7 separate regions of the Mus musculus genome follow, and all the other regions are linked to region 1. Evidence: chromatin contacts called from public HiChIP or PLAC-seq and promoter capture Hi-C data. All regions are on one chromosome and are shown on one strand. Each heading gives the region's core, a stretch centred on a gene start, on an enhancer-like site or on the middle of the called end of the contact. The rest is flanking DNA. Distances are from core to core; before and after follow the strand shown. Region 1 holds the start of Metrn (meteorin, glial cell differentiation regulator). Region 2 holds the start of Fahd1 (fumarylacetoacetate hydrolase domain containing 1). Region 3 holds the start of Igfals (insulin-like growth factor binding protein, acid labile subunit). Region 4 holds the start of Mapk8ip3 (mitogen-activated protein kinase 8 interacting protein 3). Region 5 holds the start of Jpt2 (Jupiter microtubule associated homolog 2). Region 6 overlaps Ift140 (intraflagellar transport 140). Region 7 holds the start of Clcn7 (chloride channel, voltage-sensitive 7).

Region 1 (3,309 bases), core at 233-2,732:
CCCTGCAGGTACATGCCTACTGATGGGCACCTCAGTGCCTCATACACAGGCTTGGTACCATCTCATAAACTCAGACTAACACTGGGAAACGTTCTGTGACCTCCCAGCTCTAGCTAGGGATATTCTAGTGGACTCCAGTTCGGGGGGGTCTCTAGCTAGGGCAGAACAGTCAGAGAGCCATTCATTCCCTGCAGGGTCAGGCTACAAGTTCCAGAAGAGCAAAGCACTGGGCCTGGTGCCCTGCAGGGAGGCAGGGCAGGCAGTCTCCATGGTGACGAAGAGGCACACTGGACTTTTGTTGGCTGGGCTTGGGGGGAGGGGAAGGAGGTCACCACCAGGCCAGGGAGCCCTGGACAGCCTTGGCCATAGGCTTTGATTCTGCCTCAGCTTAACCCTTCCCCCAATCCTTCAGAAACCAGAGACCCAGGGCTGGCCTCTCGGGCATTTGCCCCCTCCTGCTCTTTTCCTAAACCGAATCTTTTAAGAGGAGGAGGAGAGAAAGGCGGGGGCACTTCCAACTCACCTCCTTACGACCTGGAAGCCACTATGCTCTCCACCGGAGTGGCCTCTGTCAAGCTACAGAAGGACTCTCCATGCAATGGGGTGGCAAGGCCCAGTCCCATCAGGTCAGTGTGGAGGGCCAATTTCTGACACCCAGCCAGTCTCATAATCACTCACCATCCACACCAAGACCTTGAGCCTGGGGAGACATTTCTGCACGTTGGTCCTCGTGCAGTTCAAAACGGAAGGCAGCAACTCTGCGGCTGATGTCGCGGTGTGGTGTGGCCTGCAGGAAAAGGGCTCGGCGCTCGCGGGGACCCCAGCGCATGCAGCGGCCCCCAGCCAGGTCCGGGCCCTCGGCCAGTAGCAACTCTAGATTGCCGGTCATACGTTCAGCGAAGACCTGGGCACCAGCGAAGGGCCGCTCTGGGCGCAGACAGACGATGCTGGGCCGTGTGCCCGGATCGGGGCCGCCCAGGGTCAGGCGCAGCGCCCCAGCTGGGTACAGCCACTCGATAGCGCCCTCAGTACAGTCCAGGGTCAGCTGCCCCACGCTGCCAGGCTCCTGGGTCAAACCGCTGGGGACAGGACGGTGGTTCTCAGGTGGGTGACCCTCGTTCCCTAGCCCGCTCATCCCTTTTCCCGCGGCTACCAACATCTGCTTCTACTCTGTGTAACAGGACATTGAAGTCTGCGTTTCCTCAGTTCCAAGTGGGAGGGAACCCTCCAACCCAAGAAGTAAATAAAATAAAATAAATAAATAAATAAACCCACAACCCTCCCCGCAGTCCCTCCTGGTACCTGCCCCTCCAGCTGCAGCGGTCTTCCGAGTAGCCAGCGTGAGCGGACGCGGCCAGGAGGCCGCAACAGAGCGCGCAAAGAAGCGTGGCTACCAGCATGGTTAGGGGACGCGCCGGGGCCTCGGACTGCTGCCCCGGGAGGGTCGGGGCCGCAGCGCGAGCAGCCCGCGGCGCGGCTGCCCGGCCCGGCGCGTCCCCACAACCGGCGACCCCTCGCCGCTGCCCCCTCTGAGCTCCGGGGCTAGGGGGCGGGGCCTTTGCTCTCGGACCAATCGCCACAAGCCGCAGAACTTTCCTCCAATTGCAGCACCCTCGAGGGGGTGGGGCGGGCTCAAGGCGGGAGCTCGGTCCAAGGCAGGGTTGATGTAGAAAGCGCTCCTGTTTCCCCATTTGGAGATCCCCAATAGGAACGTTTGGTGGGTTGGTGGGGTTCGCTGTCGACTGGAATCTGGAAGGCTGTCCACCCCTTACCTTCAGTGGACCTCGGGGCAGTGGGACTTTGTAAGAGAAGTAGTAGAGTCTGCAGCCAAAATCTGAACACTGGTATCCTGCTGCTGGTACTTAAGGAAAAGAGATTAAAACCCCTGTGTTACTGCATCTCATAAGGGAGGGTACAGAGGGCCTGGAGCATGGAGCTAGGCCAAACCTTCGGTTTGGGGAAAAGAAAGAATACTGGCTAGGTCTGGAAGGAGTAGCGTGGGTAGTGTGGATCTCCTTCTGCCACCATACATTCTCAGACCTAACTACACACTCCTCCAATGTTAAATGGATACTAAGAAAAAAATGAGGCGTTCTAGAGGACCTGCCTAGGGACCCACCTGACTGACAAAGCCTGGTAGTCTGCCGGTGCCAAAGTACAGGCCATTCCTACAGTCAAGATCAACCGAAAGGGAATCAGAAAGATATCCCAGGCAGCCTGAGGATGTAGCTAGGTTATAGAGCACCTACCACACAGGCATACACCCCTGGCTTTGATCTTTAAAATAATGTTAAACTGAGAGTGTAGTGGGTCTTGCCTGTAATCCCAGCGGGCAGGAAGTAAAGGAAGCAGCTCAGATGTTCAAGGGCATCCTTGGCTCCATAGTGAATTCAAGGACAGTGTGGGCTACATGAGAACCTCTTTTTTTTGTTTTGTTTTGTTTGTTGTTCATTTTTAAAAAAATATTTTTATTAGATATTTTCTTTATTTACATTTCAAATGTTATCCCCTTTCCTGGTTTCCCCTCTGAAAATCCCCTATCCCCCCCCCCCCGAGAACCTCTTAAAATAAAATAGAGCCACTGTGAAACCCCCCAATGGGGAAGAGCTTCCTTGGAGCAGCTTGTCCTTTGGATCTGACCGAAGGGAGGGTGGAGGAGATGGAAAATAGAAGAAGAACCTTGGCAGGTCCCCAAGGATCTCTCTCTCTCTCTCTCTCTCTCTCTCTCTCTCTCTCTCCCACCCCCAGGGCTCTGTTTCTGGATCCTCCAGGTTCCGAGTGAAACCCTTCCGGTTGGCCTGGACCTGCGCTCAGAGACAGATGAGATCCAGTGATCCCACTGGCAATCTGGGGAGGAGCTTCAAACACTGACTACTTTCTCCTTGCCTCCCAGGCCCTCTTTGACCAATAAGAAGGCTCAGATGGCTCCTTGCCCCAGTCCAGAGAGTCAAAATGACACAAGGTGAGAGTGACCAGAACTTTCCTGATGAATCAGTAAACACAGTGTGGTGTGACTGTTCTTGGAAGAAACATTACATATGGGCTGGAGAGATGGCTCAGCGATTAAGAGCACTGATTGCTCTTCCAGAGGTCCTGAGTTTAATTCCCAGCAACCACATGGTGGCTCACAACCATCTGTAATAGGATCTGATGCCCTCTTCTGGTGTGTCTGAAGACAGTGACAGTATACTCATATATATGAAATAAATAAATAAGTAAAATAGTAAATAAATAAATAACATTAAATATGACTTTTTTCTCTCAAATAGTATAGAAATGTGGGATGCTATAAAAGCAAGGAATTCAAAT
Region 2 (3,309 bases), core at 606-3,105, 950 kb before region 1:
TAATGCCAGTGGTATAGCTTTGCAAAACAAACAAAAAAAACAAACAAGAAACCCAGAATACACAGAAATATGGAATGAACTATGGTTGGCATATTGCCTTACAGTAATGATAAACTACTAACAAGATGTAACATGCCTTCTTAAAGGGACCAGCAGGCTCCTATGTACCCTCTCAGCAAAAGCCACTATCTAATTCTACAAGACTCCACTAGGCCCTGACAACTGTGCTGTGCATCCTGACAGGCATTTTATCAGGGAGGGGTGCAAGCATGAACACACACAGCATCTCCAGGCTTGTCAGTTCCCTAGGGCCTGTGTCTTTGAGGTGGAAGTATTGGTTTATGTGGTTAATAAGTTAAAGAGGCACAGTGCTCAGGAAACCAAAGGCCAAGGTCCTAAGTCCCAGAGGAAGAAGTGCTCCCCACCCTGGGAAAAGAAAGTGCTCTTTTCAGTCACACAGAAATGGTCTTTATTTGGAAAACAATTTCAAAATTATCTTCCAAACTCAGAAGCCACACCCAAAGTAAACAAGGCAGGGCTGCAGCAAGAGCTCACTTAACAAAATTCTTATCTGGCTTTGAGGTGGAGGACTTTCCCAAGTAAAAATCAACTGGAGTGCTCTGTACAAACAGCTTTCCTAAAGGCCAACAGCATTAATGAGTTACTTCCTTTGCACTTTTAAGTCTGGAGGTATAGACTTCAGAATGATTTATTGAAAAGTCTATTCAGTTCAGTTTTAGAAAAGAAAACTACAACTTCTCAAAGTTTAGTTTAACATTGCCCTCTTGGGAAGCATTCTATATCCTTTAGCTTCGTTGTTCCTGTTTCTATTTCAGTCCCAGGTCTTTTAGATCACGTTATTTTTTAAGGATTCATCTTTTTTGACATGTCTAGCATAATTTTTAGATTTTCATTATTAGTGTCATTTATTTCCCTTGCTTCTGTCTCCCTTCCCCTTTGGCACTCTACTCTCAGTATTCTGATCTTTTCACCTTGAACCTCATACTAACCACCCCATCTATGCCGGCCTCGATCTCATCGTTTTCTTTAATTGGCCCAACTCCCTTTGGAGTCCCGGTCAAGATAAGATCTCCTTCTTCCAAGGTTATTATCTTAGAAACATAGCTGATGATGTAGGGGATGGAAAAGATCATAGATGATGTTTTGCCCTCCTGCCTGAGCTCTCCGTTGACCTTGAGCCACAGTCTTAGGGCATGAGGGTCAGGAATCTTCTCCTTGGGCACGAAGGCACTGACCGGGCAGGAGGACGTAAAGCTCTTAGCCAGGGTCCACGGCAGCCCCTTCTTCTTGCACTCCTCCTGCACATCTCTGGCAGTCATGTCCAGGCACAGGGCATAGCCGGCCACGTAGTCCATGGCTGCAGCCTCCGGGATCGCTTCACCACGCTTGCCCAGAAGCACTCCCAACTCCACCTCGTGGTGGAGGTTGCGGCAGTAAGCGGGCATTAACACCGGTGAGCCCTCGGGAGCGTACGCGGTGGACGGCTTCAGGAAAAGCACAGGCTCACTCAGCACGGTGCTGCGCATCTCTTTGACGTGATCTGCATAGTTCCTCCCCACGCAGACGATATTCTTGCCCCACTCCCAGAAACGAGACAGCGGTTTGGTGGAAGCCATAGTACAGCTTTGGGTCATGTGACCACCGACTCCCCCGGACTACGGCGGCCTCCAGAGGACTGGCTTCGGACGCTGTCCAGGTCGGAGCGGCCCCGCCCTTCCTTGCGCAGCAGCGGGACGCTGAGGTCAGCGAAAGGTCTCTGCGTGCAGGCGACTGCCCCAGAGAGACGAGGAGGCTCACGCTCAGCCTCCTCCAACACCCACTTGCAGACCGAGTCTACAGGCCAAGGCTGCTAGGGCAGCTAGGGAACATTTTGGGGGGGGGGGGCAGGAGCTACTACTGATTGGCTAGGGGCGGCGCGGCGGTGCGAGACAGGCACTGGTTGGCTGTGAACTCTATGGGCGGTCACTGATGGATTGAGGGCGTGGCATTTTGGTAAAGAGCAGGAGTTGGTTGGTTGGGAGCAGTAGGAGGACGACACTGATTGGTTGCAGTCGCCAACGCCAGTGTTGATGCCCACGACGCTGGTGTTGCGGACTCCGCGACCCGGCTGTGCACCCCGTGGGTCATGGTGCTGGGTCGCGGGTCGCTGTGTCTCCGGAGCCTGTCAGCGCTGGGAGCCACCTGCGCGCGCCGTGGTCTGGGTAAGTGTGTCTAGGTACTGACGCGGCGCGGCCGGGTGCTGGAGGCCGGACGTCGGTTGGGCGAGCCCTTGCTGTTTCCAGGCGCAGGTGCTGAGCGCCGCCGGGCGGGCGAGAAGCGGGGCCGGGCGTGTTGAGGGCCTTGGAATAGGCATCTGGCGCTGGAGGGGTTCGTGGCCCGGGATCGAGGCAGAGGGCTGGCACCTGCTCCCTCCTGGCCAGAGTCCGACTCCAGTTTTGGGGTTGCGACTTTAGTTTTTAAGTCGGCTTTTCCTCTTAACGTCTGATGTGGCGACAGTGGGTTGCCAAAGCCCCGGAGCTGGCCAGCCTGAATTCAGCTAGCCGGGAACTTTGGAACAATCGTGATTGAAAGTCTATGAACCATCTTTATTAAGAAGTCCGCTCGTTGAGAACAGAAGTATGGGTCTCCATTTAAGGGATACCCCTTAGTGTCGCTGCTGAAGGCTGTTTAAGAGCTAGGCGATTTAAGAGCTAGGTACAATAACTACTGAGCAGCCGCTCAGCTTTTGGTGCCGCAGAAGCCCTCCTGGTGAGAAGAGGCAACTCTGAAACGTTTTTTGACGTTTGAGCAATATAAAACGTGTCTGTGGATTTGACCTCAATTCAAACAGAATGTCCCTAGTTGCAAACTAAGGAGCTGGGAGCGATGAATTCCTTCCATAGGAGTGATCGCATCTTCTTCAGAGCAGTCAGGCTCTCTTCCGACTAGAGTGGGTTGAGCACTGGTAATAACATGATCTTTATCCATGCAGGTTTGTTGTGTTTTACCAGGAAGTACATAAAAGGGCTCGTATTCACCTGTTTCTCACCCTCCGCTGTCCATCGGCGTGGATAGTGCTAGGGCTTAGGGGAATTCAAATATTACAGAAACCTGATCTTATAGAAATGCTTATTTTGCTGAACATGAGAAGGGGTCTGGAAAGTGCCCAGCTGTTGTGCCAAAAAAGGAGAAATGGGGAGCAGGGTTGTGACAGAGCACTTCCCTAGAATGCTTAAAGCCCCAGCACCACAAATTCAGACAAAAGTACAGTGGAGTCCCTTGGTCATTTGCTGCCTCCTTGGCCCACTC
Region 3 (3,309 bases), core at 357-2,856, 920 kb before region 1:
CCCGGAGGGAGGCGCTGAGTGTCCAGCCAGGACAATTGTACCATGATGGCTGCATTTCACTTGGATGATGCCTGAAGAAACATAGGCTCTGTCTGTTGGCATATTCCAGGCTAGACACAGGGCCCAGGGAAGGCACCAGGAGGTAACCCTGGATAGAATAGCAGAGTTGTCGGGGGTTACGGCTCTTCAGTGGCTGGGCCTTGTGTTCCTGTGTGGTGTGGTGTGGTGTGGTGGCAGCACTTCGCTTGGGTGAAGCAAGCCTGGCAAGGCTTCCACACCACATGAAGCAGGGCTTGGAGACAGGAAGAGATCCTAGTCCAGCAGGGCCCACAGGGACTCAGGCACTGCTGGCCCCTGCTCTCAGCAGAGGCTGGCTACTGGCCCCGCAGCTCTGCTGAGACCGCACTTTTGCTGTGTAAACTGCTCTGTGGCTCTGGGCGGAGACTCCCTCCCTGCCGATCTATAATTTCTCAGAAAAGAGGCTGAGGAATAACATGGAAAATGCCCTAGACATGGGGAGGCATGGTGGGAGCCACAGCCCCTGACCCTCCCAGACCTGCCTACTTCCTCTGCTTGCTTAGAGATGGCTCCCAATGTCCCCCAAGCCCCTGAGAAGCTGTTCTTTCTGAAACCCAGCACTGCCTTGCCTGGCCCCTCCCGTGTGCATTCCCCCCATCCCGGGCAGGGCAAAGGGACAGAGCTCAGGCAGGACTGGCTGGAGTGTCCGTCAGGTCACAGGTTTCAGGCCCTGGAGGAGGAAGCTGAGATGTGGCTCCGGCAGGGTGAGTGGAGCCAGGGCCAGGTTGAGGGCCCCACACATGGCCCTCCTGCCTCCCCCTGGGGCAGCATGTTTACCTGGGGTCTTTGTACACAAGGAAGTAGTAGGTTGTTAGGCCCTCCATACTGTGGAGGCCAGCAGAAACTGGCTCTGCCCCTGAGGCTGCGGTGCCCCACTGTCTTCCTGCCAACCCTTTTCTAGGAGGACTGTGCTGGGGAGAGCAAACACGAGGTAGCTGGTGGCTCTGCCAGGTGTTCCTAGAAGAGGCCCTGGGGGAGGGGCGGTAGCCAGCCGTCAGCTGACCTAGAGGTCACAGGAAGACTGAGACTGGGCCTTAGACAAACCCCTGGACTGGGAGGCACAAATGGTGGGCCCACTTAGGCCTAAGAAACCCCAGGTCAGAGAGCATTCGAGAAGTATAGGCAAGGCCTTAGGAAACAGGGCAAACTGTTTAAGCCTGACAGAGCCATCTGCTCCGTATAGAGGTGAGTGGGGGGAATTCCCAGGAACCCCCGAGCTCCCTCACCTTAGCTGAACCTACTGGGAGACAGGGCCCCCCCTACACCTACCTTGAGCACCAATCCTGAAGGTCTACTCCACCAAGCCTCTACCTCCAACACCAGCAGAGGTGGCTTTCAATTGCTCCCCCGCCCCCCAATCCCCGAGACTTTGGGGCGGACAAAGTGCCCCTCCCCTGCACCACCCGCATCCAGAGGAGCTTCTGTTGAGACTTGTTGCCCAGCCCTAGAGGGTTAAAGGAGCCAGAGTGTGGGGCAGGGCCAGCTGAGGGCTGCCAGCTACAGGCAGTGGGGAAATCCACTGGGCAGCAGCCTGTGCTGTAGACGGCCCTTGCTCACTGCCTGCCTGCGGCCAGCTCTGTACAAGGAACAATGGCTCTGAGAACAGGTGAGGAATCCGTCTCCCCTGCCACTTGCTCTGAGGGTAGCTGGTCCTCAGCCAGAGCCCTCTGGGAGAAGCCGCAGTAGGCTTAACTCAGGGTGGGCTGGTGGGAATTCTGGGTTGGGTCTTGGATACAATTCCTGGCACCGGAGGGTCTCGGTTACTTTCCCCCTTGGTGGCGGCACTGTGGGAAAGGGCCAGATGAAGGCAGGGTAGGCAGAAGAAACAAGTACCTCACCCCTGGGCGCAAGGTGCAGAAATGGGGCTCATTGCTCCCCATATTCTGGTCTCATAGCTTGCTGAGATGGTATGCTGCACACAGCCCGAGATCCTTCTGGCTACCGTTTCTCTTAAGGGCCTGGCCCTGGGTGAACGGGAAAATGTCTTCTTCCTCGTCTGCCATTGGTGTGCTCCCACAATGCCTAGGGCTTCCCCCACTTCCAAACCACCGTTACACAGTCACACCAGATACAAACTGCGCAGGTGCGGGACAGTGTCGTTCTTCCCAACTTGATCTGGGGTTCTCAGCATACACCCGAGGCAGATTAAGTTGGGGTGCTAGCTGGGTTCATGTGATTTGACGCTTGGTTGAATGGACAGTTGGGGTTTTCTAGACCCCCACTCTTCTACCAGTAAGGGTTATAGCCTTCATATAATGGGGAGCAAATAAGGCACGCTTCACCCATATGAGGGCCCAACAGGCAGGGAATGCCCAGCTTGCTGCCTAGCCATTGAGGACCACAAATGAATATGCTACCTGGGTCTATATCCCCAAGTATTCTGCAAGAGTCAGCTCTTGGACTGCACTTCGATTCTGTTTCTCAGCCTGGCTGTTGTACACCCTAGAGGACACAGCCTGCCTAGTGGCCAGGGCCCAGGTTGCCTGGAGAGCAGGGTGATGTGGGAGACCCAGGCCCTCTGTGCCCTTGCAGTGCGACGGGGATCACCACTTGCTGGTTCCAGGGTCTGGGAAATTGAAGTGGCTTCAAAAGATAGGACGTGGCTGTCACCAGTGTTTGCTTAGTATCAAAGTGGGATGGTGGATGCCATCTCTTACAATGGCTGAGGGTTAGGGAAGCCCAGGGTTTGGTTCATATCCTGGGGGCATCTCCTTGCCAACCCTTCTCCCCACAGGAAGCCCAGCCCTGGTGGTGCTTCTGGCTTTCTGGGTGGCACTGGGCCCCTGTTACCTGCAGGGGACAGATCCTGGAGCATCAGCAGATGCCGAGGGCCCCCAGTGCCCTGTCACCTGTACCTGCAGCTATGATGACTACACAGATGAGCTCAGCGTCTTTTGCAGTTCAAGGAACCTCACTCAGCTGCCCGATAGCATCCCAGTCAGCACCAGGGCTCTGTGGCTTGACGGAAACAACCTGTCCTCCATCCCCTCAGCGGCCTTCCAGAACCTGTCCAGCCTAGACTTCCTCAACCTGCAGGGCAGCTGGCTGAGGAGCCTGGAGCCACAGGCACTGCTGGGCCTGCAGAATCTCTACCATCTGCACCTGGAACGGAACCTGCTCCGGAGCCTAGCTGCAGGCTTGTTCAGACACACACCAAGTCTGGCTTCACTCAGTTTGGGCAACAACCTCCTGGGCCGGCTGGAAGAAGGGCTGTTCCGGGGCCTCAGTCAC
Region 4 (3,309 bases), core at 538-3,037, 860 kb before region 1:
GGAAACTGTAGTCTTTTTACAGAACTGAAGATAAGCATGCAGGTCTTTCCACAGGAGCTAGGATGCTGTTTACAGTGTTTAGTCCCCCTTCAGCTTTACCCTCACTGGAGGTCCCTCCAAGGGCATAAATGGGCATTTAACCCCGGCTTCCACCGGGCCAGTTTGGCATCTATTTACTCATTGCATTGCTCAGCTTCCTTTCAAGAGCTGGGTCTTCTGCACAACCTAAGCCCCACGTACACTCACTGCTCCGTCCAGCTTGTTATTAAGCTGGAAGGCAGAGGCATCCTCCCCGGGGGACAGTGTCAACACTCAAGCAGAAACCATTTTACAAGGATGTAACTTTGCCTTACCACAGTACACCTTCATTTTCTTCTTTTTCTCCACATTAGTGATCTTGACTATGTAAGTATGGAGGCAAGGGGAAGAAATAATACCCAAGTCCTTTGCCAATGTATCAAAAGTCCCCAGAGAGTCAGGGCTATGGAGAGTGGTATCAGGCACAAGACAACTCCAGGGCAGGTCTAGAAGGACCAAACACTGCAGACTTCTAGGGTACTGCCCCACTAGGCAGCAATATGAACCCAGAAGGTAAGGCTTAAGCTGTTGCCAAGGTCTACCCTGTTACTTGGCCTGTCCTTTTGTCTGTGGTCAGTGTGTGACCTTGATCTAGCCCAGACAGTTTCTGGAGCCAGTTCCCTGTTTCTGAGGTCACCCAAGCCCTCCTCACATCCTTTGAGGCTTTTGAATCCCCCCATATGTAGAGAACTTGATTAAGCCAGTTATGTGGTGCCCATGCATTCACAGCAAAATCTTGACAATCAAAAGGCAAACCATGGAAAGTATGAATGATTCAAGATAAGCAAAGCTTTTATCCTAGCTGTGATGCAGGGCCACTAACTTAATAAGAAGCCAAAATATCAAGATCGACTCTTAATTTCAATAGTAGTCTCTAAGACTGTGTCAAGTCAACTTCACTTAAATGGAATTTAACCTCATATAAGAAGGCACTTCCCATCATAAACCGAAGAGCATTTATTTCTAGAATTGTAGAATTCTGGGCTTTGTGATTCTAGGGCAACTTGCTCCAAAGACGGGAAGGAATAAAACCCAGAGCCAGCAGGCGGCAGCCAAGGTCAGAGGACAGCAGGAATGGGGGCCCATGTCTCCCGGACTCTGCACAGGCTGTGCTCTAGGTCCCAATTGGATGGAGAAAGTGGCACTCCCAGCAGCATCGGCATCAGCATCAGCATCAGCAGCATACTGCCGGCTGAGCCGAGCTGGCTGCTCCACGCTACCCACACCGTCCCTCACCGTCCCTCTCCGCGGCGGCCGGGGCCCACGCACCTCCTCGGCCTGTTTGCGCAGCGCCTTCTCGCGCTCGTATTGCGTGAGCAGCTGCTCGTTGTCCTCGCGTAGGAGCTCCAGCTCCACCTCGTGCTCCTGGTTCTCGCTCAGCACCGAGTCAAGGTTCTCCAGCACGTTCACCACCAGCGGCATGAGCTCCTTGACCACCTCCTCGTCATAGCAGTGAATGAGGCGCTCGAACTCGCGGTAGATGGAGCCCGCCAGGCCCGACACACGCTCCGACATGACCGAGCCCGAGCAGTAGTCGTCTTGGTACACCACCACTCCTCCTCCCTCGTCCATCTGGATCTCCATCATCGCGGCTACCGCCGCCGCCGCCAGCGCGGCTCGTTCCGGGGCCCGAATCCACGGGCCGCTGTCACCTCAGGCAGCCGCTACCTTAGGACGTGCCGCCGCCCAGGCCGCGCCCGTCACTCCCTTGCCGGAAGTCCCGCCTGGCTGCGGGGGTGGAGCCCCATCCAGTTCCGCCCCGAGCGCCTTGACGCTAAAGGAACGTTTCCGGCTGCGTTGCTGGTGGCTCTTGAGGACGTAGCTCAGTCTGATTGGAGTGACCTGGATGCTTCTCTATCTCTGTCCTGTTTGTCTTCAGACCTTTGTCATACATACTCTGGCCACCCTCAACGTTCACGCGACATGTGTCGCTTGCCCTGTTTCTGGTTGTTTCCCGCTCTGCTGGTTGCTTAGTTCCATGCAGTGCTTCATTTTGCACAGGACACCAGGTTCTAAAATCCTTATGTGTGGCGGTACTTTTGAGACAGAAATATAAAGCGAGTCGATCTATATGTGTTCATTTGCTGGGGACACCATGAACCTGACTTTGAACTACTTGCTTTTTTTTCCTCTTTCTTTTTTTTTTTTTTTAAATTTATTTAATGTATTCACCGTTGCTCTCTTCAGACACACCAGAAGAGGGCATCAGAACCCATTGTAGATGGTTGTGACCCAACATGTGGTTGCTGGGAATTGAACCTAGGTCTTCTGGAACAACCAGTGCTCTTAACCACTGAGCCATCTTTCCTGCCCTTGAACTACTTTCTTGCTTACGTGGTTTTCCCGGTCCCCAAAGCCTTCCAAGGCAGCTCAGATTCACATCCTCTTAAAAAAAAAAGTTACTTGTTATTTTATGTGTATGTGTTTGGTTGTATGTAGACTTGTGCATCACACACATTCCTGGTGTCTGTGAAGGCCAGAAGAGGGCATCTGAATTGGAGTTAAGAAGGTCAGTTGTGAGCAGCCATATGGATGGCCAGAACTGAACAGAGGTCCTCCCCTCTAAGAGCAAGTACTCTCAACTGCAAGCCACCAGATCTTACTCTTAACCAACACAGTCCTTCTTGTAGCTGAAGTCCAGAGCACTTAAAACATTCCTCACAATTTCATATGCAAAGTCTTACTGTGTAGCACTGGCTGACCTGGAACTTGGTATGCCTGGCTTCTGCCATTCAGTATACACCATTACCTGGGGCTATACTTCCCTCATCTTTCCAAACACATAGATAAATACCTACTCTAAGAGATTGTTTTGTAACATGCCTCAGACCTTAGCACAACTCACTCCATGATGGAAGTCCAATTCAGGCTGTAAAACTCGGCATGTAGATAGCACCACCTGCCAAAAGAATGAAAACAGACCCAATCCCTCAGTGTGGATAGTTCTGAGAAAGTCTCTAAATTCCTAACTTTGCTTTTTGGCTTCTGTAGTTCTGCCTCTGACTAACTGTTCTTGTTAACTGAAGCATGCCAACCCAGAACATGGCTTTGCCCTTAAAAGCTCATCCTGAGAAAGGCTCAAGGCCTTTCTTGTTTGAGATCCTAAACACCCAGTGTACTCACCAGCCAGCTAATAAAGACTTTCCTATTGGCTTAAAACTATGTCAGAGCATTCTTCCACGGTGAACACCCCACAACATTTTCAGGTTGCCTGAATTTTGATACTGATTT
Region 5 (3,309 bases), core at 433-2,932, 840 kb before region 1:
CAGGAGCCTCAAAACCATCTCCAGAGATGAGGCCCAAATTGAGTCTGTTACGGGAATATAGGAACTAGCTTTTGAACTTAATATGGGTATTGAAAGTAAGGATTTAGTATTGCTTTGTGTACTAAAATAATGAGCCACTTGGGCAAGAGCAGTGTCCACCTCCATCTCAAAGACAATGGAGCAAGCACAAGCTTCAAAGCCTACAGCAGCAATGCAAGTCTTAAGGTTGCCCCTGCAGGGTCTCACAAATGGGCCTTTCAACAAATAGGGCCCAGAACAATGGCACAGTGTGGCCTTCTGGAAGCCACTAGCAGCCATTAATCACAGTAACACCAGTGGAGTGGAAGGTTCTAGGGCCAGATTAGTCAACTCAGACTTTAGGACCAAATCCATAATTCCAATTACTTTTTCCTTTTGTAGTACCCTTTAAATGTTTCAGTAGAAATACTCAAGTTATCGAGAAAATATAAGGGATATAGGCAAAGATGAAAAGCCAGAGTTCAAATGAACTATGGCACTGGAGAGAAAGAAAATATCGACGGTTGTCAGCGCTCCCAGGCCTCCCTGGAATGATGAGTTTCATAAGAACTAGGAACTAATGAGAAAATCTGGGACAAAGCCATGAGAAATAGACCGGGTGGGGGGTGACGTGTTCTTCATGGTTAGTAATTTTTGTGGATGAATGACAGTAATACCATAACGCTTTTACAGTTCAAACATCTCCAGCACAAGAAAATCCCTCTGCTGAGGAGACAAAAGACAGGGTTAGACGAAAGGAAACCCTGGAGTACAGACAGACCTTACAGACTCAGGCTTTGTAGCAATCAGTCGGACTATGTGCTGCTATCTTCTCCAACCTGCCTAAGTTGCCATCCAAAGCACGCTTTCTATCTAATATGGCCCAGACTGAGGCTTCCAATTGCGCTTCATTATCCAGTTAAGGTAGCTCCCCTTTCCCCCTCATCCCGCTATCAAGTGGGTATTTCCTCCTTTTCCTAAATTCCTCTCCATGGACGCCTACTCAACAATTAACTCCTGGAGCTCGTAAAGTCATTCGAACACCAGTTTCATTTTATCAACTCAAATGGGGATTTCCTCCTTTTCCTAAAATCCTCTCCATGGACGCCTATTCAACAATTAATTCCTGGAGCTCGTAAAGTCATTCGAACACCAGTTTCATTTGATCAACTCAAAGCAGATCAGACAGAAAGCCTAGAGGAAACTGTGTAGGGAAGGTCCCCGCCCAGGGTGTAGCAGTCAGTAGTGCATCCAACAAACACCTGGTCGTGGGTTGGGTCTGAGAACGCTGCCGCTACTCAGCCACATTCAAAGGTCGTCATGACCAACCAAACTGGACAAGGGAAGGGCTCAGGAAGCGGCAAACAGCTCGGAGCGCCCGGCTAGCGTCTGTCCTGAGCAAGCACTTCAGGAGAGCCACGTGTCTTAATCCCGCCGCCCGGTCTCCACTCCGCTCTAACCCCACAGCCTTCCTGCAAGGCCCTGCGGGAGAGCGCGCACAGTATCCTCAGGGGAGCCCCGCGCCACACCCACCGCACTTGTAGGGTCTCCCGCCCGCCACGTGGCTGCGGCTATGCGCCCACCCGGGCCCCAGCACCGGTCCGCGCACCTGGAACCCGACTTGCCAGCTTGGCTGTCCGCGCCCTGGAACATGTCGGCCGCCGCCCCGCGCTTTCACAGCCGCCGCGCGGCGGTTCCCGCTTGGTCCCGCGCAGGTACCCTGACCCGCCCAAGCCAGTTGGACGCCTCTCGCGCCAATCATGTCTCTGCAGCCTATCGTAGAGTCGTGCCCCACTCCTCCCTCCCGCCCCCAAGGAGAGGGAGGCTTGGAGGCCCGCATCGCGCTTACAGCCGATTGGCTGCAGGGGGCGCCTCTCATGGCCTCAGGCGTGGGCATTGGTTCACAGCTCGCCCCACCCCCAGCCAACACGCCTCCGCATGCGAATCCGCATTTTCTGGCCGACCTATCCCGGGCTGGATGGCACTAGGAAGTTTCTGGCCGGTGGTAGCGGAAGGCTTCTTTGGGGTTACAGCACCTTCGGGAGGAAAGGTTCATGGAAGCGCACAACATACCCATAACAGAAGCAGCGAATTCTGTAATGAATTCCGCATTCAGCGGTCACTCAATCGCTGAATCTCTGATGCCTACCTGTTTGCTCACCCTCACCTCCAGGGCACCTCCAGGCCTTAGAGCTCATCTCATTACACTGTGCCTGTTGGAATACCCTAAGCATACTGGCTTTGAAAGCAGGCACAAAAGACAGACATTAGATGAAGTATTAGTATGTATTTATGCACAATAAAAACATTTACAAGCCGAACTGGAAATTTTAGCCGAAGTTTTAACAGTTCTTGTTTATTAAATAACCAAAACACCTTTTATTCCCAAAAAATTGGTAAAGAATAAATAATGTAATTTACAATATGGTACAAAAAATAATCAGAAGGACAGGCATTCTGCTTTATACATACACTGTATATTTATAGTCTATAAAACAAATTCACATCTCAAGCCGGAAACCTCAGATGATATGGCTTAACGATTATCAAAGCAAACAGCACTGAGCTCTGCCTGCTGGGGGCACCCCTCCAGCCAGTGATCTTACGAAAGAATAAGGGTCTGGCTGGGGCAGTGCTTCCAAAACTGGACTGACCACACCAGGCTAGCCTCTGGGAAAGGTATACTGTGGGTTTCTTTCCTTTTTTAAAGTGTTTTTTTTTTTTTTTTAAATTAAGACAAAGTACGGTATTTCCTCATGAATGCATCTGGGAGATTTGTTTTTAAAGTACATAAAACAATTTCCTTCTAAACTTATTTTGACCATTTCTAATAATATGGTTTGGTTAAAAATGCTATTGAACTGAATGACACCTCCCCTAGCAGAGGCTATCACAAGGAATGAAAAAGAAGAGGAGGGTAGGAAAAAAGGTTGACCAACAGATGAAATGTCCCAAAGTCCCACTCCCTGAGCAAGTACTATGCCCGACAGGATCTATGGACTTCAGCTCGCCTGAGCATCTTCTCTAGGACACAATCCATGCCAAGCACCAAAGATACAGGTTCCCCATCTTTTAAAAAGATGAATCAACATGTCTAAGAAACATTAATATTAACAAAAGATTTTCTCAAAGAATGACCGCATGTAAGTCACACTAAGTTCCAATGAGGAGAGGAAGCCCGAGTGAACGCCAACCATCCAAACTGATGGAAGGAAGAGAAGGAAGATGTAGAACCCAGGAGCCTGCCTTGCTGTTTTTGTTTTGTTTTTTAAAAAACTCTAACCTTTAGCA
Region 6 (3,309 bases), core at 430-2,929, 750 kb before region 1:
ACACTTTGTAAGGCAGCCACCACTCCTGTGCCATTATGTCTTCTCTTTCTTAGGTCAACAACAGTCCTGATTCCAAAATCTACATCTATGATGTTGAAATGGACACAGTGAACGTCTTCAACTTCACAACTGGACAGATTGGACAGATACAGACTCTGCCCTTTAACGAGCCGCCGACTAATGAGTAAGATTATAGTTGGGAGGATTTTGGTGAGAACAGCATGTGCCTACTGTCCAACTTACTAAGCTATATTTTGAATTTCAGAGTCTCCCAGAAGTTACTAAGTAGGAAAACAAAATGGTAAAACCAAGGTGTGAGCCGCTGAAGCAGATTTAAGCTCATGGCCTCTGTTCCAGAGTTGAGACTATGGGACTGGCTTGGTAGAATCTCATGAAATATAGAGTTGCTCTCCCCCAAACATCTCCAGAAATGTCTCAGAGCAGAGTGGCCTCAACCCTACCAGCAACTCTGACAGGAAAAGAGGCGCTTGCCTTTGTAGAGAATGTGTTTCTGGAGAAAATAAGAAATGTCTTTTTTTTTTTTTTGGAGGGGGGGTTGATGTAGCATGTAAATGCAGTTTCTGCTACAGAAAGTGTGTTCTTGGGACTTGAAACACAGGACTTGGCTCCCATCTGTATTTAATTCTTTGTGGCTTGGGTCAGGTGCGAGGTGTGCCTGCAGTTTAGTCAGTGCAGAACACAGATGACATGGGAGCCCCCAGGCTTGCCTTGGCGCTCACGGAGCTCACGGGGAGCTGAGGGGTGGGCACGCGTGGGGCTGCTTTCCTAGCTTGTTTTTCTGTACTGTTATGCTGCTGTTGCTGTTTGTGTTGTTTGATGGACTGATGCTGAGGATGCCTCTCAGAGCGTGGTGTGTGCTATGCAAGAGCCCTGGCCCTGAGTTACACCCCAGCCCTAGTCGGACTTCAATAGCTCTGGCAGGTCCCTCTCCTTCCTGGTTCAGATCTTCCTGCATGGCATACCCTGAATTCTTCCTTTCTCTCCCTGAGTCCTGCCCGCCCTTCTCTGGAGCCTCCTTTCATCCGATCGGTCTTCCTCTCATCTCTGCTGATGCCTTACCTCAACAATTCTTTCTTTTCTTTCCTACCAAGTGAGCCACTGGTCTACTGCTTCAGAATGTGGGTGCCCCTCAGACTGACAGAGCCCCAGTCCAGTCCAGAGCTACGAATCTGAGACTGACCTTTTCTTTATCCCCCTGCCCTCCTTATCTGATGAAATGTCTTCTGATTCTCCACTCTGCCTGATTTTCATGAGTTCTCTTTCAAGAACAGGCAATATCCTCTGCCTGTTCAGCTCTCTGGCCAGACTCCTCATAGTGCAAAGGGCACAGCTTATAGGCCCTTGGTATGACACATCCTAAATTCTGTGCGTGGCCTGTGGGCACACCTCCAGTGCTGCTGGCGGTGGCATCTGTGAGAGATCTGTGTTTCTTGTAGGAGTGGGTCCTGTATAACCGGTTACAAGAGCCACTGAGCCCCAGCACTGCCATCACACACAACCTGGGTTTGCTGCGCTCCTCTCAGGGTGGCCAGGGTGGCATGACTACCTCCCTCCATTCTACTTTCCTCAGAATTCTGCCTTTTGCATGTGATTATCCTGTCTTCATCTCCCAGATGGCTGAGACTAATGGCGTGTGCCACCATGCTCATTTCCTGTTGAGCTCGCCAGTCTTTGCCACCTGGTTCATTGAGCTCCTTGGATCCCCCTAAGCTAGTCTTCAGGAACCCTTTCTCCCCGTTTCTCAAAGTCTGCAAGGATGTGTTCCGATAGAATGTGTGGTAGTAAGTGGCCCAGAGAGGCTTCGGAGGCCATACTGCTGGCGTTGACTGACAGCAGCGGGTGTGGGCGGCAACAGTGGTAGAAGTGCTCTTCTCTGAGTTGGGGCTGGGTTTTCCTTCTGTTTCAGGACCCGTTCCTTTATGGACAAGAGCCTAGCAGGTTACACGCCGGTGAACCATTTCTGGGATCAGAGTGAGCCCAGGCTCTTTGTGTGCGAGGCCTTGCAGGAGGCCCCTGGAGCCCAGCCACAGGCTGTAGACAAGCAGCCCCGTGTAGAGGAGGGCACATGCCACAAGGTACCTACTGCTTTGCTATGTTACCTGTTTAGACATATATGGTCACCATTTGCCAGATAGTATCTTCCTGGCATAGCTTATGGGATAGTTATTGGGAAAATTCATTCATGAATAAGATCATTGTGCCACCAAGGTCATTTCCATAAACCCTTGCCTTGCAGTCCTACCCTGAGCCACTTTTTTTGTCCTCCAAATATTGATTTCTAGATTTTCTTTTTTTTTTAAAAAAAGATTTCTTTCTTTATTATTATACATAAGTACACTGAAGCTGTCTTCAGACACACCAGAAGAGGGCATCAGATCTCATTACGGTGGTTGTGAGCCATCATATGACTGCTGGGAATTGAACTCAGGACCTTCAGAAGAGCAATCAGTGCTCTTACCCACTGAGCCATCTCAGATACAGCTCAGTCACTGCTCATCAACCTGGCCTCCGCCACTGTCTCCGCCCTCCCCAGCGCCCACCGTCCCGTAGGCTTCGACCTCCATGTCGATGTGCTCTTGGTTCTGAACAGCACACTCTGAGGGACTGGGACTCTGATACTTTGCGAGGCTTATGTTTTTTTTTTATTAGGTATTTTCCTCGTTTACATTTTCAATGCTATCCCAAAGGTCCCCCATACCCTCTCCTCCACTCCCCTACCCACCCACTCCCCCTTTTTGACCCTGGCGTTCCCCTGTACTGGGGCATATAAAGTTTGCAAGTCCAATGGGCCTCTCTTTGCAGTGATGGCCGACTAGGCCATCTTTTGATATATATGCAGCTAGAGTCAAGAGCTCCGGGGTACTGGTTAGTTCATAATGTTGTTCCACCTATAGGGTTGCAGATCCCTTTAGATCCTTGGCTACTTTCACTAGCTCCTCCATTGGGGGCCGTGTGACCCATCCAGTAGATGACTGTGATCATCCACTTCTGTGTTTGCTTATGTTTTACAAGATGTCAGCTGTGCCTAAAAAGTACAGCAGTCTGTGTGCCTCTATAACCTACCTTCCTCTCAGAGAAGTTTGCATGCAGAACTCCCAAGTAAGTCACCACAGGGAAGCTCACCCTGTTGTTTAAGGACTCACTTTTCTGATGGAGGCCTTCTCCTCAGCATGGGGAGTCTGCCCTGAGACCATCTAAAATCAGTCAGTGCCCTGAGAAGATCAGGAGCAAATCCTGTCCGTGATCCTCAAATGCCAGCGTGGTAAAATAGACCAGAGTGGTTTCTGA
Region 7 (3,309 bases), core at 242-2,741, 660 kb before region 1:
GCCCCTACATAATTCAGGATACATCTAAGAACAACTTTGTTGATGTAACACCGATACTAAGGCAAACTTAATCTTCCTAAAATACTATTGCCTAAAGCAACCTGCGGCTAGTTAATGCCACGCCCATGTGCTGTCCTAGTCTCCTCCTCGGAGGAACCCCAGTCTTTCCTAATTTGGCACTTCAGGGTGCCACGGTCCACCCAAGTCGGTTATGGGGGTCTCTGGAATGAGGGTCCTCAAAGCTAGGTGGGTAAGGATTCGGTGGTGACAAACAGAAACAAACACAGAGGCAGTTTGAATCTGAGTGCATTTTGCAGCTCTCAAGCAGGGGATTTTATACATTAAAAAACCAAACATTACATCTCTTAGAAACTATATCCAGTGAAACAATCACAAATACCAACAAAAATCATTTGGCACAGTAAAGCACAAAAATCATCCAAGCATTACAACTCTGAAACTATGCATTCAGTGAATCACAAACAGTACAGGTAACATCATTATTAATATAAATCATCAAAATATAACAATTCTAAAAGGATGTATTCAGTGGGGGCTGTTGTCCAAGTCTAGTGGCTTATTTCTAGGAGCAGGTTAATAAATCTTTAATGGTCAGTGCTCTTAACCACTGAACTAACTCTCTAGCCCCATGGTCAATTACTATTTAACATCTAGTATCTGGGTTTTTTCTTTTTCTTTTTTAACAAATCTTCAATATGTAAATTCAAACTATTTTAATTCTTTCTAATTAAGGCTTTCTTTACCATACACCAAAATCCACCTCCGATGACACACGTGCAGCCATATGAAATTTTATTGTTGGGAAAGTTTTTATCTATCGTAATAGTTTTGTAAATGATTTAGAAAGTAAGGCATTGTTTTCCCGGGGGATAAGGTCATGTTAGTGGCCCCCATCTCTAGGGTTGGTTTCTTACCCATTATTCTTGCTTAAGATCTTGGCCTAGGCTACCAGGAACATGTAAATAAGAAAAGGAATAAGAGAAAACAAAACATTGCCATAAGAACTACCACTCAATATTTTTTTCTCCGGCGAAGAGTTCCACACCGGTTCCAGGAGGCCTACCCCTTTTGAGGTCAATAGCCTCAGTTTGTGGAACTTGTCATACAGATCCTACTGGAAGTGGTGTGGCATCAGGGTCTCAATCCCTTTCCCGGAATTGCAGCAGTTTGGCTGCCCTTTGAGCACAGGAAACACATGAAGCCAACTTAGTTGAGAGGGACGATTCCAGAACTTTTACAGGTAGTTTATTTTTTTTTTTTCCATATCATCTCTTGGAGGACTAGGCGTGCATCTCGGGCTGGTTCTTCTCTGGAGTTTGGGTCACTGCCTTCAGTGAAGACACTAATTGCTAGGGATTTTGAGTTCTAGGTTTCTACCCTGGGCTGCAACGACCAGTGAACCACAATTCCCAGGAGACTCCGCGCTCCCGGATCTTGCCGGCCTCCGTCGTCAGTCACGTGGGCACCGATGATAGATCACGTGAGACCTGGGCGCGGGTCACGGGAATGCTGCCGGTCTGCCGGCTGTTCTTGTTGAGTTTGGTCCTCAGTGGGCCATGGCCAACGTCTCTAAGAAAGTGTCTTGGTCCGGCCGAGATCGCGATGATGAGGAGGGGGCGCCACTGCTTCGAAGGACAGGGCAGCCTGACGAGGAGACGCCGCTGCTGAACGGAGCTGGGCCGGGCGCGCGCCAGGTGAGGCCCGCGGGCCGGAGATGCAGCCGCCGGGATCGCTGCGCCGGTCCTCAGTGTGCTGGCGGGGCCCAGAGGGAGGCCACGGTGCTCTCCTCTGTTATTTTTTTGAATCCTGGAAGACTTTTATTTTTGATAGCCTCGCACTCATAAACCTCTTCTTTCTTTCTCTTTGAACCCCTTCTTCCCATCTCGTTCCTCAGTGGCTACACCATCAGAGAAAATGATACCCTCTCCTCCAGGAACCGTTGTCGCTGACTTTTCAGCAAGAGATCCCAAGACTTTAACGTTGCTTTTGTTTTTTAATTTTACTTTTCGTGGTGAGGGTCAAGCCAGGGTTTACACATACAAGGCAATCATAACGACCTCAGCTCTGCACCCATAGCCCTTGACGTTTCAAGATAAGGTCTCACAGTGAGACCACCAATGAATTCATAATCCTGTCTCATTTTCCCAAGAACTTGGAAGGCCTGGACTACACGCTTGGTAGTTTTCAATTTAAATGGCAGAATTGTGCTTTCGGTGAAAGTGCCTGTCTCCTTTCTCACAGGAGTAATTCCAGACGTTTGGGACACAATTGCAGTGTCAAGCATCCCCACTCATTTTCTCTTACTACCTAGTTGAACTTGGAATGTGCAGCCAGACATGATAAGCAACAAGTCAGAGGCCAGAGTGTGCTCAGCACTGCGAACAGTTTGTGCCTTCAAATGCCTAGCGTTTAAGACCGGGACAGGCTTGTTTACTTGTGTGCTTTTGCTTCTTTTGCCTGTGTGCATCGTGTTAATTTTGAGTCAGTTACTTATATCAATTCCTTGATGTTAGTCTGTTTTATAACTGTCCTTTACCCTTCCTCCTCCTGATGTTAGAGGTGTCTTAACAAACACTCCTGCTGTTTTAAAGGCTAAGAAGAGCACAAGATAGGGCTACCGCATCAAAACTTACATTTAGGCTTTCTTTGCTAGACCCTTGAAGGTGCAGTGGACAGTGAAAGTCAAAGTCAGCTCCTTGTTGCTGGGAAGCAGCTCAGGCCCTTTTGAAGGACGTGTGCTTGTGACTCCGGTCTGCAGTAGTGATCAGAAATAAGTAAGGTGGTAGAGCTGTGTCTGCCTCCCTAGGGTGTTTCTGGGTGGTGTGATTTGTTATCCCTGTTGTAAAGAAAGTAACCTTTGGGGAAGGGGGCTATTGCTGCTCTTGGAGAAGACTCAAGTTCAGGTCCTAGCACCCAGGTCCAGTGGCTCAACCACTTATAACTGTAGTTTCAGGTGATCTGACCACCTTTTCCTCTCCTGGCCTCCACTAGAGAGGCCTCCACCACACACACACACACACACACACACACACACACACACACACACACGTGTCTCTCTCCAAAAAGAAAGTAACTTTATGTTGGCAACTGGTTTTTAAGAGAGGGAAGAATTTGGAAACTGACAGAGTTGAGTTTGGGCTGAATACATGTGGGTTGTTTTGTTTTTATTTATTTTTGCTTTTCTTTGCAAATAGACAGAGTAAAGAAAGAGTTGATCTTTCCCCCTAAATACCACTATAGCTTTTTTTTTTTTTTTTTTTTTTTTAGACAGGGTTTCTCTGTGTAGCT

The links. Promoter capture Hi-C pulls out the DNA fragments that hold promoters and counts their contacts. HiChIP or PLAC-seq counts read pairs in DNA pulled down with a chosen protein or histone mark.
Region 2: a contact with region 1 is called in a promoter capture Hi-C map of the HPC-7 cell line. The contact joins the promoter of Fahd1 here to the promoter of Metrn in region 1. A contact is called at or near these places in 8 of 39 promoter capture datasets (3T3-L1-derived adipocytes, the HPC-7 cell line, HPC-7-derived erythroid cells and 5 more), 4 of 115 datasets of contacts at active chromatin or transcription factors (T-cell acute lymphoblastic leukemia, astrocytes, embryonic forebrain and 1 more) and 3 of 9 other capture datasets (adipose tissue, liver and pancreatic islet).
Region 3: an H3K27ac HiChIP or PLAC-seq map of T-cell acute lymphoblastic leukemia shows a contact between it and region 1, with 4 times the contacts expected there. The contact joins the promoter of Igfals here to the promoter of Metrn in region 1. A contact is called at or near these places in 9 of 39 promoter capture datasets (the HPC-7 cell line, cranial neural crest, embryonic stem cells and 4 more), 9 of 115 datasets of contacts at active chromatin or transcription factors (the SCID.adh cell line, T-cell acute lymphoblastic leukemia, acute myeloid leukemia and 6 more) and 1 of 9 other capture datasets (embryonic stem cells).
Region 4: a contact with region 1 is called in a promoter capture Hi-C map of embryonic stem cells, with 4 times the contacts expected there. The contact joins the promoter of Mapk8ip3 here to the promoter of Metrn in region 1. A contact is called at or near these places in 8 of 39 promoter capture datasets (the 3T3-L1 cell line, cranial neural crest, embryonic stem cells and 3 more), 3 of 115 datasets of contacts at active chromatin or transcription factors (astrocytes, bone marrow-derived macrophages and embryonic stem cells) and 3 of 9 other capture datasets (adipose tissue, liver and pancreatic islet).
Region 5: a contact with region 1 is called in a promoter capture Hi-C map of hippocampal neurons, with 4 times the contacts expected there. The contact joins the promoter of Jpt2 here to the promoter of Metrn in region 1. A contact is called at or near these places in 3 of 39 promoter capture datasets (hippocampal neurons, liver and pre-B cells), 5 of 115 datasets of contacts at active chromatin or transcription factors (bone marrow-derived macrophages, embryonic forebrain, embryonic midbrain and 2 more) and 1 of 9 other capture datasets (adipose tissue).
Region 6: an H3K4me3 HiChIP or PLAC-seq map of pro-B cells shows a contact between it and region 1, with 3 times the contacts expected there. The contact joins the enhancer-like site here to the promoter of Metrn in region 1. A contact is called at or near these places in 2 of 115 datasets of contacts at active chromatin or transcription factors (fetal liver and pro-B cells) and 2 of 9 other capture datasets (adipose tissue and liver).
Region 7: a contact with region 1 is called in an H3K27ac HiChIP or PLAC-seq map of bone marrow-derived dendritic cells, with 4 times the contacts expected there. The contact joins the promoter of Clcn7 here to the promoter of Metrn in region 1. A contact is called at or near these places in 1 of 484 Hi-C or Micro-C datasets (embryonic stem cells), 6 of 115 datasets of contacts at active chromatin or transcription factors (acute myeloid leukemia, bone marrow-derived dendritic cells, bone marrow-derived macrophages and 3 more) and 2 of 9 other capture datasets (macrophages and pancreatic islet).

What each region holds. Positions count from the first base shown.
Region 1 is chr17:25,795,563-25,798,871 of GRCm38.p6, forward strand. Metrn (meteorin, glial cell differentiation regulator) reads right to left here and starts at 1,483. Exons shown (of 4, transcript NM_133719.2): 1 at 1,303-1,483; 2 at 679-1,079. The coding sequence starts at 1,400.
Region 2 is chr17:24,848,447-24,851,755 of GRCm38.p6, forward strand. It overlaps Fahd1 (fumarylacetoacetate hydrolase domain containing 1), which reads right to left and starts at 1,856. Exons shown (of 1, transcript NM_023480.3): 1 at 450-1,856. The coding sequence starts at 1,655. The coding sequence ends at 972. It overlaps Hagh (hydroxyacyl glutathione hydrolase), which reads left to right and starts at 2,044. Exons shown (of 9, transcript NM_024284.2): 1 at 2,044-2,222. The coding sequence starts at 2,147.
Region 3 is chr17:24,877,141-24,880,449 of GRCm38.p6, forward strand. It overlaps Igfals (insulin-like growth factor binding protein, acid labile subunit), which reads left to right and starts at 1,607. Exons shown (of 2, transcript NM_008340.4): 1 at 1,607-1,684; 2 at 2,813-3,309. The coding sequence starts at 1,669. It overlaps Gm41549 (a long non-coding RNA gene), which reads right to left and starts at 929. Exons shown (of 3, transcript XR_876682.3): 1 at 856-929.
Region 4 is chr17:24,935,190-24,938,498 of GRCm38.p6, forward strand. Mapk8ip3 (mitogen-activated protein kinase 8 interacting protein 3) reads right to left here and starts at 1,788. Exons shown (of 33, transcript NM_001163449.1): 1 at 1,348-1,788. The coding sequence starts at 1,665.
Region 5 is chr17:24,958,941-24,962,249 of GRCm38.p6, forward strand. Jpt2 (Jupiter microtubule associated homolog 2) reads right to left here and starts at 1,683. Exons shown (of 5, transcript NM_198937.2): 1 at 1,628-1,683. The coding sequence starts at 1,671. It overlaps Cramp1l (cramped chromatin regulator homolog 1), which reads right to left. Exons shown (of 21, transcript NM_020608.3): 21 at 2,286-3,309.
Region 6 is chr17:25,048,347-25,051,655 of GRCm38.p6, forward strand. Ift140 (intraflagellar transport 140) reads left to right here. Exons shown (of 30, transcript NM_134126.3): 15 at 54-184; 16 at 1,928-2,096. Among named protein-coding and RNA genes, the nearest start is that of Tmem204, 31 kb to the right of the region's middle. Within about 2 kb of position 1,680, at least 2 of the 459 cell types and tissues checked have an H3K27ac peak or open chromatin away from gene starts, as enhancers often do. A contact at or near this core is called in pro-B cells, where this site is marked.
Region 7 is chr17:25,131,900-25,135,208 of GRCm38.p6, forward strand. Clcn7 (chloride channel, voltage-sensitive 7) reads left to right here and starts at 1,492. Exons shown (of 25, transcript NM_011930.4): 1 at 1,492-1,715. The coding sequence starts at 1,578.